Regions from separate parts of the Mus musculus genome. Here regions 1 and 3 are each linked to region 2. A link is a contact called in public Hi-C data. All regions are on one chromosome and are shown on one strand. Each heading gives the region's core, a stretch centred on a gene start, on an enhancer-like site or on the middle of the called end of the contact. The rest is flanking DNA. Distances are from core to core; before and after follow the strand shown.

Region 1 (2,700 bases), core at 95-2,594, 500 kb after region 2:
ATCCGTAACGAGATCTGACTCCCTCTTCTGGAGTGTCTGAAGACAGCTACAGTGTACTTACATATAATAAATAAATAAATCTTTAAAAAAAAAAAAAAAAAAAAAAAAGTAAATCTAAATTCTGAAAACATTTACCTGCAATTAAAAAAACAACAACTATGGGTCACAACACTGGGAAACTGTCTAGAATCGCCTCCCTTCCCCATCTCAGCCCAGGCTACTCTCCGAGATTTATTGCTAGTTTATGAATTACTGTACTGGCGTTCAGGATCAAAAAACGCTGTTGCGTGCCGCCATGTACTGCCTCTCCCCGTGTTGCACAATTCCATTTTTATTCACAATTCAAGGCCAAGGGTCTCTTATTTCCTTTCCAATTTTCCCCAAATGTCTACTGTTAGCCAATGGAGTGCATCGCAACGTTATCCCTTTATACACAAACATGTGAACTGCTAGGTAAAGTATCTGTGTGAAAATACATGAGGGTGAGTGATTGGGCAGGGCCCTGGAAGGATCTTATAATGCGAGGCCTCGTCCATACCTTGCGCACCAACTTACAGTTTTCAATGAACACTACAGAATGACTGGGAAGAATTAATCTAGGAAAATGCTGAGCTACTGATCACACGCCTTTCCTCCCCTAAAACGCATGCTACGAATCACATTTTTAAAAAAGGGAGACTTGGTGGGGGAGGTTATGGGGGACTTTTTGGGATAGCATTGGAAATGTAAATGAGGAAAATACCTAATAAAAAATATTTTTTTAAAAAAAGGGAGACTTATTCGTCGCAACACACCAAGGAAGCGTGATTCAAGAATAATAATTTAAAAATTAATGAGTTTCCTGAGATTCAGAAAAAGCCCAAGTGGTCCAAGCCGTGGAGTGTGCTAACTACCCCCCGCCCCCAGCCAATGGCCTCCCCGCGCCATCCTCGCTCCTCGCCTCCTAAGGGGAGCAAACCGGGACTTCTGAGTTCCCGTGACCCGCCGGGCAAGGCCTCGCTGACCCGAGGCGCCTTGGCGGGTCCCCAGCTCGCTCTGCCCGTGGCGACCCCAACGAGGCCTGCGCATCCCCCGCACCCAAGACCACCCCAAGGAGTAAGCGACTCCACTGCCCACAGCCCGAAAGGACCCGCGGCCTTCGAGGTTCGCGCTCCAGCCACCACACTCACTGCCCATGGCGGCGGCTCAGCACACCCGGCGGGCACCCGCGGCCTCGCAGCTGCCTCCGCTCCGTTCCTCACGACTCTGGCCTAGGCGGCGGAGGCTGGGGACACGCTCTGGCCGTCCCCGCACAAGCTCCGCCCACAGAGTCATGTGACATGCGCTCTAGGCTCCTCCCAGACCTAGCCTGGCCGTTGGCGGACGTCCACCGCGTTGCTATGGTCACCGTTGGCGCGGCGGCGGGGGCGGGACTGGATGGCAAGAGGCGGGGCGGCCTGCCGTGGTGGGCGGTTCTTAGTTGCTCTACTCCAGGACAAGGGTTTTCCTTTTCAAAGCTGTTTTCTAGATAAGGTTTCCTGGTCCAGGTACCCCAAGGCCTAGAGCTGAGCTACCTGAGCCAGACTTTTCTTTCCGCCCCATCTTAACTGTAACTTCTTAGACATTTGTGAAAACTGGTAATACACTGCAGACAATAGTACTTTCCAGTACTTCCCCATCTTCAAAATAGACATCAAGGCATCAAGAGGTATAAACTCTTTTATCTGTCTCTCTTTTTCAGAAAGAAACCTTTTTAGGCCGGGCGGTGGTGGCGCACGCCTTTAATCCCAGCACTCGGGAGGCAGAGGCAGGTGGATTTCTGAGTTCGAGGCCAGCCTGGTCTACAGAGTGAGTTCCAGGACAGCCAGGGATACACAGAGAAACCCTGTCTCGAACCCGCCCCCCCAAAAAAAACCCAGTAAAACTTCCAAGGTAATATAGGTAAATTAGAGAAGTTAATTTCAGACTATTTTTCCCAAATAGGAAATATATGGAAAACATAAGAAATTTGAGTAAAATGGTTCTTTCAAGGTGGTAATTTTTATTTTGCTAAGAATAATGTGATATATGGGGGGTGGGTATGGGGGACCTTTGGGATAGCATTGAAAATGTAAACAAGGAAAATACCTAATTAAAAAAAAAGAATAATGTGTCATTTTAAGCAAAATTCATTATTTTTAATATTTCAACTTACTAATTACATAACTGAAGCTCTAGTTCTCACTGAACATTAAACATGCATAATTATGGACAGCAGATAAGAAAAACTAACATTTTTAAGAGGAAAGAAAATACAGTAGTGTTTCATATGAAATAATTCAAATGTCCCTTTCTGCAACACAATTCAGAATGTGGCTGATATAAAGGTAGAAAGGCAGAAGACATTTTCATAGCTCTGTCAGGGAAAACTGTAACAAGAAATAATAAACTTGTGAGAGGCAGCATAGGAAGAAATTTAGAAAGAGCAAGACAAAAACATTTTTAAATATATTAAATTCCATCTTAGAGTTTTAATATCTTTTAATTTAAGAAACCAAAAGATAAGAGAATAAAGGTACATTATGGTTTTTTTAAACTTAAATATACACTATTATTCTTATTAAACTTGCCTTTGAAACTTTACAGATTTATATAAGTAGTAATGAAGTGACAAGATTCATAAGGCTCGGCAAAAGAAAGAAGGACTGAAGGATGCAGAAAGGAAAGGGAGGGAAAGGGTTA
Region 2 (2,700 bases), core at 59-2,558:
TGGGGTATGGACCAAGGACAGGCCATGGGGTCCTTGCAGGCACTTAGGTGCAGCTTGGATTTAGCTGCTGGTCAAGTTTTCAGGTTTTTTTGTTTGTTTGTTTGTTTGGTTGGTTGGTTGGTTGTTTTTTCTGTTTTTAAGATGAAGTCGATGGAGTAGGTTTGACCTCTCAGGTGCATATAGATATGACAGTGATATCCATTACTCAAGAGCCTGAGACACAGAATCCTAAGTTCAAGACCAGCCTGTACAACTTAGCAAGACACCATCCTAAATTAAATTAAATTAAATTAAATTAAATTAAATGATGGTCAGGGATTTAGCTCAGTGGTCCTGGTTTGTTCTCTGACACCAGAAATTAAAACAGAAATTAAACAAGAAAACAGAAAGCCTGTTCCAAGAGGAGGAGGAGGAGGAGGAGGAGGAGGAGGAGGAGGAGGAGGAGGAGGAGGGAGACTATAAGTGTTTGGTGTGGGGAAAAGGATGGTACATAGAAGGTATGACCCTAAAATAAGTGAGGACAATCATTTAGGTCAACTCCATCCAGCTTGCTTCCTTTATGTTGGCTCATTTTTGGTCAGAGCAAAATCAGGGGAATGTCTCCCTCCATTCTTCAGTAGTGTAATGGGATGCATGGTGAGACCTTGTGGGAAGCATTTATGAAACAAAGGGTGCTCAACACAGTCTGGTCAGAGAATCTGTAGGGTCAACCCCCCACAGTGGTTTCACTGTACCTCTATTTGGTTTTGATGAGTCAAACAAATCTCTCTGATGTGTTTTGCAAATGTGAATATGCCCAAGAGGACGATAGGGAAAAGAAAGGCAAATTGAAGAGATGATATGAAGTCAGTGGGGACTTCCTCTGTCTGTTCTCAGTGTTCGTGGGAAGGGTGAGATCTAACAGTGAAACTCTCAAGGTCCTGTGTGTTCAGAAAAGAAGCATAAGAGAGGAGGATCAAGAGATGGGTGGTTCCAGCTTTAAAACAATGAGAAAGCCTGTGAAATCAAGTCACGACTCATGAGTAGAAACAGCCCTGAGGTTCTTACATCATTAATCAATTAATTACATCACACACCAAACACACATACACACATACACACACATATACATGTACACACATGCACACACACACACACACACACACACACACACACACACACCATTCTTGTGTTGTATGAAAACTCAAACACCATTTCATAATCAAAGAAGTGGCACGCCAAGCAATAACACTGCTCAGTTCAGCCTGAAGTCAGAAGACCCACTCAGCCATCAAGCTGCCTTTCAGGGAAGGCAATCTATCTCCCCTAAGTGCAGATTTAAAAACTAGAGGGAGCCATCTGGTGGCTTGAGTGTCTGTTAATTAAAACCCTTCTCTTAGCTTTGTACCCCATGGGCACCTTTACTTCAGCAAAAAGGCATTAGACAAAGCAGTGGTGAGTCTGGACACCAGACCTGAGTTTGATCCTTAGCATCCATGCAAAAACAAAAACAAAAACAAACAAACAAAAACAACAACAACAAAATAAACCCAGACATGGTGGTGTGTAACTGTAACCCCAGTCAGTGCTGGGGGACCCCAAGGGCTTGTTGGCCATTGAGTCTAGCCAAAATGGCAAGTTCCAAATTCAGTGAGACCATATCTCAAAAAAGGAAAAAAAATAATAAGGTGAAGAACCAACTGAAAAAGACGTCCCAAAGGCAGACTCTGGCCTCCACATGTACTAGCATAGTGGAGTCCAGATGCATATCTGCATATGTATACTCACACACACACACATACACACAGAGACACACACACACAGACATGTGCACAGACACACACATACACAAATACACACATACACATGCACACACACACCAAACACACACATACATACACACACAAACACACACACATACACACACAGAGACACATGCACACACACACATACACACATACACACACAGAGACACATGTACACACACACATACACACACATATACATGTACACACATGCTCATGCATACACACACACACATACACAAACACCACACACACACACACCCCATTCTTGTGTTGTATGAAAACTCAAACACCATTTACTGGGAATTAAAAAAAAAGAAGCTTTCCTGTGCTGTATCAATGTCAAACATCTATGTTTACACAGAATCTAATCAAGATTAAGAGTGTGTACCCTCAGGAGGAATACTGGAAGTATTTCCCTATTTCTGAAAACGAACCCAAATGAAGAGTCTATGAATGGTAAAAGGTTTTGCTTTGAACTTGATCTTAAGATCAAGTACCACATGCAGTAGGAGACAACTGAATAGGAATAAAACTAAAAATTAACTGAAATCATGTGAGCCAATGGCCCCCTGAGAGGTTACACAGGTTTCACGAGCTTGGTCATGTTTCCATTTTGGTAGTAGACTTTTCCAGAAAACCTCAACTACTGAAACCCATTAAAATAATTTGGTTTAATGTGCCCTTCCATTCAGTTCTGCCTGGGGATTGCTACTGATTGCAGTATAATGTCTGTTTTTGCAAATGTTGATTTTCTCCTCTGTGGCAGATCTTTTTATTTTTTTTCTCACGGAGGAAACTTCATGTGTTATAATCACCAGGAAATAATTACTTCAAAACTGGAGACAAAGCTGGGCATCGTGGTTCGTGCCTTTACTCCCAGCATTTACTATGTAGTGGCAGGTGGATCTCTGTT
Region 3 (2,700 bases), core at 134-2,633, 280 kb before region 2:
TGATTTCCTTGGTGATGAACAGCAGTGTGGAAATGTAAGCTGAATAAACCCTTTCCTTCCCAACTTGCTTCTTGGTCATGATGTTTGTGCAGGAATAGAAACCCTGACTAAGACAGGTACCATCCTCCCTCTTTTGTTATCACATTTATTTGTTCATTTATATTCAGTGTGTGTGTATGTGTGTGTGAGAGAGTGTGTGTCTGTATCTGTGTGTGCATGTGCACATGCCACATCATGTGTGTAGAGGTCAGAGGTCTACTTGAGAGCGCTGTCTCTCTCCTACCACTTGGAGCCTGGGGTTAAAACTTAGATCACTGGGGTTGGGGGCAAGCACTTCCCCATCCCCTTACTGGTCCCACCTTCTTTCTGAGACAACTTCTTACCTTTCACTGAACTTGAACTTAGACTAGGCTGGCTGGTAAGTGAGTCCCAGAAATCCCTCTGTTGAGGATTACAAATACACACTACCAAACCTGTCTCTGGCTTAAAAACAAAACAAAACAAAACAAAACAAAACAAAACAAAACAAAACAAAACAAAAACCTCTTGGGATCAAACACAGGTCTTCATGCTTGCAAGGCGAGCTCTTTACCAATTAAGCTGTCTCCCCAGTCCCCAAGCTGAAATGAATAGATTTCCTTTGGGTCGTTTCTCTAACTGAACTGGGTAAAAGGAAACAGGTTCCTGAAGCACAGCAGAAGCAGCTTTTGCTTTGATTAGGAAGTTGGGGAAGTGAGTAAGGGAACCAACTGGATGCTGCAGGGAGATTGCTCAACTTCCCAAGTGCCCTGATTCACTCACATTAGACTATGTTCTGTGACCTTTTGACATGGGGATGCTCAGCTCTTTATCAATAAAATGGGGTCAATATAACAGCTCTTATTGTTGGACTGAGTTGAGTCAATGAGATCAGGACCTATCAGATACTGGGGAATGCTGGGAGAACAATAGCTATCAGTGAATTAATGATTGGTGTTTTAGTGTCTTAGGACAATGAGGAGACATCGAGAAAGGGACAGAGAGGAAGATGCCACATTTTTAAAGGTTGTATAGAATTTCCTGATAAAATATGACAAATGAAAACCATTCTTGATGGTTGAGTCTGGTTCTAATTAGCCTCTTCAGAATGTGACAGCGTCCATCGGAAGAATTTGCGGTGGAGGGATTGCCTCTCCTCCGGAAGTGTTGGGTTCTGGGAAATGTCCACTGGCAGAGGAATTGACAAGGCTAGACACTGAGCCTTCTCTAAGGTCATCCCTGGTGCTCCCTCCTCCCCACCTCCCAGCCACCACAGCCATCCAGCTCACTGCCACACTAGCCTCTGTTTCCCAGCACTTTTGTTTCCAAGTGACCATCAGTACAGCTAATACCAAAGCAGCCTTTGAAAGTTCTGTATGAAGTGCCCAGATTGCCATGGAAACAAAGGGAGCAGTGGTGGAGCCCTGGGGAGGAGGAGGTATCCTTTGTTTAATTGCTGATGAAGATTCGTGAGGGGAAAGGAAATTTCAGGTCTGGGGAAAGGAGAGATCTGTTCACCAGGAGGAAGTAGAAAGTTGGGAACTGCACCCTGGGGGTGGAGGAGCCACCCCAGACAGCACTGTTGCAATCGCTGGCTCTCTGGAGGCATTTTGATTAGAGAGTTTAATGAACAGGACTGTCAGATTCCTGCTAGAGTGGAGAAAAGGCTTGGGTTACAGCGACTATTAAGAGATTAAACAGAGCCTCTGGGGGTGGGGTACAGTACATTTAGTGTATATGCTTCTTGGCTCCATTTTAAATCCCTTTAAATGCATTACCTGTAGTTTCATTAAGGATTAGATCAGAATGTAGAGTGTTTCCTAAATTTTGGAGAACTGAAGTCAATTCAGGTTTATTACCCCCTCTTGCTTTTGAAAATCACCCCCCCTCTTCCAGGTATCCAACCACAGCACAAATTGCACAGTGTTCTAATACCCGTAACACCTGTATTCCATAACGCTCATTTAAAGCTTGACCGTGTGGCAGAGAACGAAGTCATTCTCGATCTGAAAACTACGCTCTCGTTCAAAATGTTCCAGGTAAAGACTACAGGCCTCTAGAATTAATTTCTGTAGAAACTATGGCAAAACAAAACAAAAATAAAGGAAGCAATTTGTAAAAGCTGTAGGTTATTAAGGGTTGACAAGGAAAGTGTTCTTGTATATAATTTCAAGACACACCTAACTGTAACCATCTAGTTACAGAGCTAGGGAGAGAGTAACCTTAATTCTTCTTAAAGATTAAGAGGAGAAGAAAATAAAGTATAATACCCATCAGGACGAGTTGGTGCTTGGTGTTATGATGGTGTTATTTCCAGTAACTAGCTGAGCCCAGATTCTGTTTTATGACTCATTCCTCATCTGCAAAGGGCTCTTGACCTGACAGCAAGACTCAGAGTGTAAAAACAGAGCACAGGCTCTCCTCAGGCTGGAGAATAATTGGTGTCAGAAAAGACCACTCAGTCCACAGCCACCCAATGTGCAGGTGAGGTGTCATGGCAAACAAAATAAAACGCATCTGATAAGTATAGCTTCTGGAAGCCCAAATGAAAAAAAAATGTAAAAATTTATTACTTGTCTTACTGCTAACAAAACCCTTTTTAAAAAATCTATGTGTACATGTGTGTTTGTGTGTGTTTTCTCTGGCTTAGAGATGCTTACAAAATCCAGAAGAGGATGTTGG

What was found. Hi-C and Micro-C count contacts between places; a contact is called where the count stands out from the background.
Region 1: a Hi-C map of the N1E-115 cell line shows a contact between it and region 2, with 3 times the contacts expected there. The contact joins the promoter of Sec61a2 here to the enhancer-like site in region 2. A contact is called at or near these places in 1 of 39 promoter capture datasets (embryonic stem cells), 2 of 15 datasets of contacts at CTCF or cohesin (large pre-B cells and pro-B cells), 7 of 484 Hi-C or Micro-C datasets (the G1E-ER4 cell line, the N1E-115 cell line, bone marrow-derived macrophages and 2 more), 3 of 115 datasets of contacts at active chromatin or transcription factors (astrocytes and embryonic stem cells) and 2 of 9 other capture datasets (embryonic stem cells and macrophages).
Region 3: a Hi-C map of the N1E-115 cell line shows a contact between it and region 2, with 2.8 times the contacts expected there. The contact joins two enhancer-like sites. A contact is called at or near these places in 2 of 15 datasets of contacts at CTCF or cohesin (the NIH/3T3 cell line and large pre-B cells), 3 of 484 Hi-C or Micro-C datasets (the N1E-115 cell line, cranial neural crest and embryonic stem cells) and 1 of 115 datasets of contacts at active chromatin or transcription factors (stem cell-derived neural progenitor cells).

Annotation. Positions count from the first base shown.
Region 1 is chr2:5,894,088-5,896,787 of GRCm38.p6, forward strand. It overlaps Sec61a2 (Sec61, alpha subunit 2 (S. cerevisiae)), which reads right to left and starts at 1,345. Exons shown (of 12, transcript NM_021305.4): 1 at 1,170-1,345. The coding sequence starts at 1,176. It overlaps Gm13267 (predicted gene 13267), which reads left to right and starts at 1,377. Exons shown (of 3, transcript NR_166420.1): 1 at 1,377-1,687. It also overlaps a transcript of Dhtkd1 not described here.
Region 2 is chr2:5,395,288-5,397,987 of GRCm38.p6, forward strand. All of the region lies in intron 3 of Camk1d (calcium/calmodulin-dependent protein kinase ID), which reads right to left. Among named protein-coding and RNA genes, the nearest start is that of Gm36906, 82 kb to the left of the region's middle. Within about 2 kb of position 1,309, at least 6 of the 459 cell types and tissues checked have an H3K27ac peak or open chromatin away from gene starts, as enhancers often do. A contact at or near this core is called in the N1E-115 cell line, where this site is marked.
Region 3 is chr2:5,115,713-5,118,412 of GRCm38.p6, forward strand. No RefSeq gene overlaps it. Among named protein-coding and RNA genes, the nearest start is that of Gm39755, 14 kb to the left of the region's middle. Within about 2 kb of position 1,384, at least 49 of the 459 cell types and tissues checked have an H3K27ac peak or open chromatin away from gene starts, as enhancers often do. A contact at or near this core is called in the N1E-115 cell line, where this site is marked.